2 separate regions of the Mus musculus genome follow, and region 2 is linked to region 1. A link is a contact called in public Hi-C data. All regions are on one chromosome and are shown on one strand. Each heading gives the region's core, a stretch centred on a gene start, on an enhancer-like site or on the middle of the called end of the contact. The rest is flanking DNA. Distances are from core to core; before and after follow the strand shown.

Evidence for each region. Hi-C and Micro-C count contacts between places; a contact is called where the count stands out from the background.
Region 2: a contact with region 1 is called in a Hi-C map of uterus. The contact joins the enhancer-like site here to the promoter of Adamts12 in region 1. A contact is called at or near these places in 2 of 39 promoter capture datasets (both in embryonic stem cells), 5 of 484 Hi-C or Micro-C datasets (3T3-L1-derived adipocytes, the C3H10T1/2 cell line, pre-hematopoietic stem cells and 1 more), 1 of 115 datasets of contacts at active chromatin or transcription factors (fibro-adipogenic progenitors) and 2 of 9 other capture datasets (adipose tissue and liver).

The regions. Positions count from the first base shown.
Region 1 is chr15:11,063,030-11,067,221 of GRCm38.p6, reverse strand. It overlaps Adamts12 (a disintegrin-like and metallopeptidase (reprolysin type) with thrombospondin type 1 motif, 12), which reads right to left and starts at 2,449. Exons shown (of 24, transcript NM_175501.3): 1 at 2,065-2,449. The coding sequence starts at 2,191.
Region 2 is chr15:11,195,308-11,199,499 of GRCm38.p6, reverse strand. The region is part of intron 3 of Adamts12 (a disintegrin-like and metallopeptidase (reprolysin type) with thrombospondin type 1 motif, 12); the gene reads right to left. Among named protein-coding and RNA genes, the nearest start is that of Adamts12, 130 kb to the right of the region's middle. Within about 2 kb of position 2,324, at least 8 of the 459 cell types and tissues checked have an H3K27ac peak or open chromatin away from gene starts, as enhancers often do. A contact at or near this core is called in adipose tissue and uterus, where this site is marked.

The sequences.
Region 1 (4,192 bases), core at 1,200-3,699:
TGTCCTATTTCTACTCTCCTCTCTTCTCCCCTTTTCTCTCCTCTCTTCTCCTCCCCCTCCTCTTTCTCCCCTCCTCTCTAGCTCTTCTTCCCTTACCTCCCCTCTCCTCCCCTCCCCTATTCTTTCTTCTCTCTCTTCCCTTCTCCTTTTCCCTCCTCTTTCTCCTCTCCTCTCTAGCTCTCCCCTTCCTTCCCCTCCCTTCTCCTCACTTTCCCTCCCTTCCCTCCCCTCCCCTGCCCCTCAGTGGAAATCCACAGAGAAATTTCTTCTTCTCTTAAAGAATCAACCACTTGTAAGTGTATTAATGAAGACTGATGGAAAGATTAATGCTTTTAAAAACTGAAGGCATTTTTAAATCGAAATACATCTGCATGATTAATAAGTTTAGTGGACTTTAAAGCTACTTTTGAATATCAATTACTCTCAGCATATCCCCCAAAGGTCACTAGGGAAAAGAGTCACAGCCCACTTTCCAGAGCAACAAGGCAGGCCCAGCAGTGTCTGCTGTACACCAGGATGAATTTTCCCTTACAAATATGCGAAGCAAGCAGAGCTGGAAAGCTCACCCAGGAGAATGTGTCTTTGAAGGAAATCATCTCCGCATGCCCAGGGAAGTGCTGGTGGGCTTTGTTTGTGCTGCCCCAGAACAGGGACCTTTCACAAAGGCACTGTTTTTCAAAGAACAACAAAAGCTGCTATTTTAAACTTGGGGGCTTGAGATGGTATCTGGACCATTTACACAAACAAGTGCTGGCTGATTGACATCTAACCCCAGTGTTTGCCTACTCTGGCTTCCAAGTAAAGCAAAGGGAGAGAGGGATTTTCATCTGGTTGCTCTCTAAGCCACCGCAGAGGAATTCTTAGGCAGCATTTCACTTTGCAGCGTGGGCAAAACACACTGCTAGCAATCCCTTAAACGTGGACAAGTGCGTGTATGCATGTGAGTGTGTGTGTGTGTGTGTGTGTGTGTGTGTGTGTGTGTGCGCGCGCGCGCGCGCGCGCGCACATTATCCCTGCTATTGCTATCATTCTATGGCTGCATGATTTTAAGTAGGATACCTGGCTCAAGAATGTGCTTCATAGTTAAGCTCATAAGGTCCCCAAGTTCCAGTGTCCCCATTTGTAAACTAGGCATGGTAGCCATAGTACCAGAACCCCAGAAGGACATTGTCAGTAGTGGGAGGGGCTGGCAGGCCATCCCGGAGCTCATACACTCCCCATCTCTCCAAGCCTCCCAGCCCCCCTGCTCTGACAACACCTTGAAGTTGTAGTCCTCTCTGAACATGAAACTCTTCTAGGTTCAATTTCAAACAAACAAACAAACAAAGGCAACGGCACCACTTTGGCCTGGGCATTACGGATGAAGATGATGACGACCCCACAACAATACTAATAGGAGGAGTGAATTCCAATATAAACCATCTTCACGGTCTCCCAGTGCTTTCTTTCAGAATACACGCATGCGTCACTAAATTTAGACAGAGAAAAGTCTTTTTTTTTTTTTTTTTTCGAGACAGGGTTTCTCTGTGTAGCCCTGGCTGTCCTGGAACTCTGCAAAGCAAGACAGACAACCGGGAGTCCCCAGGAGGCAAATTTCTCCCCAGTAGGAATGTCATTTGAAAAAAACAAAACCCTAAATCTTTCCAGGAAACCAAAACACAGCCAAGTGTGCTCAGCAGGAGGCCAGAATAAAATTTCTACCTTCCAGACTTAAAATGAAGTTTTAAATGAAGGAAACATTTGCCATGACTGTCCGTGACCAGCTGGGTCTCTTTATTAAAAATAATTTCCCATGTCACAGTCTGCAAAGGGGGGAAGCGGAAAGTGGAGGGGAGGGGCTCGGGGAGCGAGCGTACTCTTGGGTCTTTCCAAGCAGGGTGTCACCCCTGAGTGTGCACCCTTAAGCCCTAGGAGAGAAGGAAATCCGAGCCTGAGCACACAGCAGTTTTCCTTAGACAGGCCAGAAGGCTTAGAGTTCAGCCCTGCCTGGTGGGGGAAGGGAACAGACCAAGTTCCACTGTCCTACTCCACTGTTAGAAAAACAAATAAAGAAAAGCCACTAACCTTGCCTCGGGTCTGGGAAGCGAACCGGCCAGGGCTGAGTTTGTCTCCCGTGGCAAAAAGCCCCAAAATTAATAAGCTGAGCCACGATCGAGAGCTTGGCCAGCCAGCTCCCCCGAGCACATGGCATGGTTCAGTTGTTGGGGAGAAGAAAAGTTTTAAAAGTTTTAGCTCTCAGCTGCAGATATCCAGTCCTCGCCTGTGTCCGCACAGAAAGACGCCCGAGAACATGGTCCAAGCATGGGAAGGGAGCGGCCCGCAAGCTGACCAGGAGGCTCTAGTGGCTTTTTGAAGCCGATGGGACCAGAGAGCTTTTATTCTCTCCCTGTCCTGAAAGGGGAGTGAATGAGCTGACAGCTTCTTCTTCCTGCGGGCCAGAGCATGGACTGGGTCAGAGCCAAGGGGCTCAGCCCACCCCAGATCCCCACCCCTCTGCTTCCCCACCCGACAGGCCTCCAGCCAGCTAACACATTTTCCTTGGGGACGCCCTCCTCCCTCAAGCTCCTCCCTCCGGGCTCAGAGCCTGGGCATGCGGGCCAAATAGGGGAGACCCTAGACAGCTGGCCAGGAAGAAACTAGAGTAAGAGCCGTCAGAGGCTCCTAGGACAACACGCCCCCCCCCCCATCTCCTTTACACAGGATGAAATGTACTTACAAATAGTGAGTTATGGGCCAGAGGGGACCCTACTCAGCATCCTTCTTAGCTCCTCCCAGACCCTGAATGTACCCTATTCTGTCAAGACTCCCCACCCTCTAGCAACCTCTGTGCTCTTCTTCCAGGGCAGGCTAAGATTTCCACTTAACAACTAATAAGCAATTTTTTTCTCTTTGCCAAGTCACACAGGAAATGATCCAAGCTAATCTGCTGTCTTGACCCTGGACAAGTCTCTTCCTCTGCAGGAAGGGGTACGTGGATCAAATGCTTGAGAGGCCTTCTGTGGCTATAGGTCAGTGCCTGCTTTCTTTTCAAATCCTACCCTCTCTCTGTAATACCTCCACCAGCAGCACACTAGCAACATGCAGAAAGATTTCAGCCCCAACAGGGGAAGGCCTTGAGCATAGGCAGTGGCAGCTGCAGCAGTGTGTGTGTGTGTGTGTGTGTGTGTGTGTGTGTGTGTGTGTGTGTGTGTGTATGAGTGTGTGTGTGTATATGTGTGTGTATGAGTGTGTGTGTGTATGTGTGTGTGGTGTGTATGTGTGTGTGTGTGGTGTGTGTGTGTGTATGTGTGTGTATGTGTGTGGTGTGTGTGTATGTATGTGTGTGTGGTGTGTGTATGTGTGTGTGTGGTGTGTATGTGTATGTATGTGTGTATGTGTGTGTGTATGTGTGTGTATGTGTGTGTGTGTATGTGTGTGTGTGGTGTGTGTGTGTGTATGTGTGTGTGTATGTGTGTGTATGTGTGTGGTGTGTGTGTGTATATGTGTGTATGTGTGTGTGTGGTGTGTGTGTGGTGTGTGTGTGTATATGTGTGTGTGTATGTGTGTGTGGTATGTGTGTGTGGTGTGTGTGTGTGGTGTGTGTGTGTGTATGTATGTATATGTGTGTGTGGTGTGTATGTGTGTGTGTGTGGTGTGTATGTGTGTGTGGTATGTGTGGTGTGTGTGTGTGTGTGTGTGTGTGTGTGTGTGTGTATGTGTGTGTGTTTGGAGTATCCATTCAGATACTCACTTTCTCCTCATTGAGAGAATGTCACAGAGCAGGAGTTACCAGGCATCTTGAGAATGATCCAGGATAACCCAGCCAAAATTCTTTACCTCTGGGTTGAAACAAACACCCCCCACCCCCCAGCCCCCCCGCCGCCCTTATTCCATTCAGAAGGAATTTGGCCTCATGTATGGAGGGCTCTTTGGCTGACAGCCAATCACACACCTTCAGCAAGATGTCTGGCTACTAGGTGATCTTGCATTGGGTCAGGGCAGCCACACCATCCCCAGGGACCCAAAATGCAAGGCCCTAGATGGAAAGCCCAAAGGACTCCACACTGGGAAACATAGCTATCAAGACTTTCTGAGGGACACTGGCTCCTGTGTTTTGCTAGTGGAAATTTACAAACTTACTGTCTTAAAACAACACAGATTTATTGTCTTAAGTTCTGAAGATCTGCAACAGAATTCACTGGGCTGAAATCAA
Region 2 (4,192 bases), core at 1,075-3,574, 130 kb before region 1:
TCAGCCACTTAGCCTCACTACAATCCTCAGACCCAAAGAAGTCAAATAACAAGGAAGGTCCAAGTGAGGATGGCTGACTCTTTCTCAGAAGGGGAAATAAAATAGGAGGTGGATAGGAGGAGGGAACTGGGTGGGAGAGGGGTGGAGAGAGGAGGGGACCGGGGTGGGGGGATCAGGTGAAGAGAGAACAGGAGAGGGAAAAGAAACTGACAGTGGGTGGCATCTCTCAGATGTGCCAGGATGGGGGAAATGGGGCCCCACAGTGCCTTAAGGGGGTGACTCTAGCTGAAACTAGTCTAGCAATGGGGAATATGAATCCCAAAGTGGCCACTTCCTATAGCTAGGCAGGACTCCCAATGGAATGATAAGGATAACAACCCACCCACAAAGCCTTTAACCCAAAATGTGTCCTGCCCACAAGATGTGAAGGTACAAGGGTAGAGCAGGGACAGAGGGAATGGCCAATCAATGAGTAGCCCAAATTGAGACCCACACCATAGGCAATAACTAATCCCTGAGACTGTTGATAATAGTCTGTTATTCTTGTAGTCAAGAGCCTAGCATAACAATCTCCTGAGAGGCTTCATCTGGCAGTGGATGGAAACCAATGCAGAGACCCACAGGCAAACATTAGATGGAGCTCAGGGAGTCATATGGAAGTGTTCTTCTCTTTCTAGCAGATATCATGAAAAGTTTCATGTACACTTGAGAAATTTGGATCTGACATCAGAAGTATCCTCGATGGTTTGTGGGGTAGAATAAAATCACTGGTACCCCAAACAGCCTGTTTCTCTGGCGTTGAATGGAAAGCATGCTGGGCTTGTGTTCAGCTGATACTGAATGCAGTTTCTGTGACTGAAGTAGCCAGTCAAGGAGGCCCAGGTCATAAAATGGGCTCTCACACAGCACTCTGGAAAAGCGCCATGCGTCCGTTTTCTATTCCCAAATAACAAAGTCTTTATGAAGCATTCACCATGGATAAGTCATGTGCTTACAATGAAAGGACCGACCACAACAAGCAATAGTGACACAATCCTTTGGAGCTTGACCCTAATTGAAAAGACCAAGGAAATGGTCCAATTGGCAAAATGCTTGCTGTCCAAACAGGAGGACCTGAGCTCAGATTCTCAGTAATTGGGTAAAAGGTCAGGGTTGGCACTGAACACCTGGAATCCCAGCACTGAGAGTATGGCGATGAGATCTTTGGGGTATGCTGGCCAGGCAGTATAGTTGAATCAGTGAGATCCAGGTTTATTGAGAGACCTTATATCAAAAAACTAGGAAGGGAGAGACAGAAAAGTTACCTGACATCAGCATTTGGTCTACACACATACACATCACACACATGAAAAGTAGTTAAAAAAAAAAGAGAGAGAGAAAGAGAGAAACAGAACATAAATTTGAGGCTAGCATATGCACTATAAAACTCAGAAAGTAACTGCTTGAATAAATAAAAGCAGAAGCATGTGTCTTAAGCAGGGTGATCAAGAAAACTCACTATTGAAGAGTGACATTTGATTTGGATCCAGATGAGGAGCCCGTGTACGTGTACAGACACAGAGAGTCCTCCCAATGCAGGAAGGACTGTCAAAGGTAGACACAAGGCTCCATCTGTTCTAGAAACTATTGGAAAGATTGCCCTGCACGTAGTGAATTTGGACAAGCAGCCTAAGAGCCTACCTTGACTAGACAACCAGAGTCAGGTGACACAGCTAGATCAAAAGCAACAGAGAACAGCACTTTAGAAATAGGGTGGCCATTTCTACCTCTTCTCTCTTGCCTCTAAGTTTCAATTACACAGACCTTTAATCTCAGCATTCTCCAGACAGAGGCAGGCAGATCTACAAGTTCAAGGCCAACCTGGTCTACAGAGCAAATTCCAAGACAGCCAGGACCACACAGTTTTGTTTTGAACAGAATGAAACAAGAAAAGATTCAATTAAAACTGTTAACTCCTCCACTTTCAAATAATACCATCTCCAGAGATGGCACCCAGATGTTAATTTTCACACCCACATCCTAACCTGGACTAATTGGGCCCATTTGATTTGTCCGCAGAACATTGAGACTGACCCTTTTCTAACACCTCAATTTCCCCATCCAAGTGAACATGGAACTTTTCAAGACAGTATGTAACTGATGCCTCCCAAGGGGAGGTATCTTCTACATTGCTGCTCAAATCATATAACTGTTTCTAGCTGACTAGCCATTTTCGCTTCCTTTCCAAACACATGTGAACTATTTTGGATCCACAAATGGCTCAGGATGCTCCAAATTAAAGTCTTCGTGAGGTCCAGCTGGCCCAGCGGGGACTCCAGACCTCAGGGTCTGTGCAGCACAAACAGACCTCAGTACTTTCCAAACCCACTGCAGGCTCCAAAACACTACTCCCTGCTGTCACTCTCCTGAAAAACGGAACAGTGTCAACAAATACACAAGCGCATCCTTCCACAGTTGAGAAATGTACAAGTGGAGCCAATAATTAAATACAACCAGTGATTTCCTCAAATGTCCTTCCGGCATCCTTTCTGAAAATGTCTGCAGGTTTAGGTTTGTTGTTCTTATTAACATGACTCCCAGAGAAACAGTTACAGTTTAGTACAAAGATTACCATGATGAGGGCCAAAGCAACCAAGATCCTCATCCATGTTTGTTGCTTAGCACTACCTAGTGACTAGATATTTTCACAGGCTTTTATTTTGCCCTGCCTCAGTTCCTCATCTATAATAGGATGATATATCAGAGTTCATATTTCTGGAATTTTTTTCATTTTGTTTTTTAAGTTAAAATGTCTTCAAACAATATATTTTCATCATATTCTTTCCCCTTCACTAATTCCTTCCTACCCAACCAACTCTCCCCCCTTCTCAGAAACAACAACAACAAAAAAAGCTGCAACAAACAAAGCACCAATAGGACAAAAAATACCAAAACACCACAAAACAAAAAATAGACACAAAAATAACGGAGTCAGTTTTGTGTTAGCCAACTACTCCTGAGCATGGGGTCTGACCTGGAGGATAGTTGATATGTGCTGTGACCCACCATTGGATAAAACTGATTTCCTGTTGCCCATCAGGTATTAGCTGAAAATAGCTTCTTGGTTAGAGGTGGGACTTTGTGTCCACTTCCCCTCTCAGTGCTGAGACTTTGGTTTGAGCCTGACTAGTGGGTGCTTTTATGGGTGCTTCACAGTCTCTGTGTGCTCATATGTGTATCAGTCTTATGGTGCTTTATAAGGATTAAATGAATTGAAGCACAGAACTTGAATTGGGTATACTACAAACACTCCATTAGCGTTGATCTAACAGGACTAGAGAGATGGTACTGCTTGCAATGTGCTTGTTGCATAAGCAGAAGTCCTCACATATAAAACCAGGCATGACCCACAATTCCAATAAAGCAGAGGCAGTAACAGGAGGATCTGTAGGGCTTGCCCACCAGTGTTTGCATCCGAATTGATGAGCTCCAGGTTCCATGAAGGACCCTGCTTCAAAAATACAGTGGAGAATGATCAAGGACGAGATCTAATGTCAGCCCTGGGTTCCCCATACAAATTCACACACACACACACACACACACACACACACACACACACAGAGAGAGAGACACAGACACACACACACACACATACACACATACACACGAATGCATGCAACAGCACACAGACACATACATTTAAAAGCTGGAATAAAAATAAATGAATAAAATGTTAAAGAACTGATCTAACAAGAGTTGGCTGGAAAAAGAAAAGATGCAACAATCTAAAGGCAGGGCCTGGCTCTGGTGAGGAAAGTGGGTCTCAATTTGTCTCTTGAATGCACACAGTGTCCTGGCAAATGTGTTTTCAAATGCTCTTAGGAGGAATTTTCCAAGGCAGACAATATAAGATTGGGGATAAAAAGATCTGCACAAGGCAGAAAGGAAAAGAGAACGGCCTCTTTAATGGCAAATTTGCTTCCCTTGGGATGGAGGGATGATCTCAGTTATGTGATTGTGTGTGAAATAACTTTACATGTGAAAGATAAGAAAGGTGAGGGAAAGACTTGGTATGGAAAGGTATGGGAAAGGTAAGGAACCACTTGACTGGGTGGGTAAACAATGGAGGTAGCATGAAGTCTAGGATCACTGAAGTAGGGGAGGACCTGTGCTTATTCCCTTAGGCCACAGGGAAGGATGGGGACACTTGGAA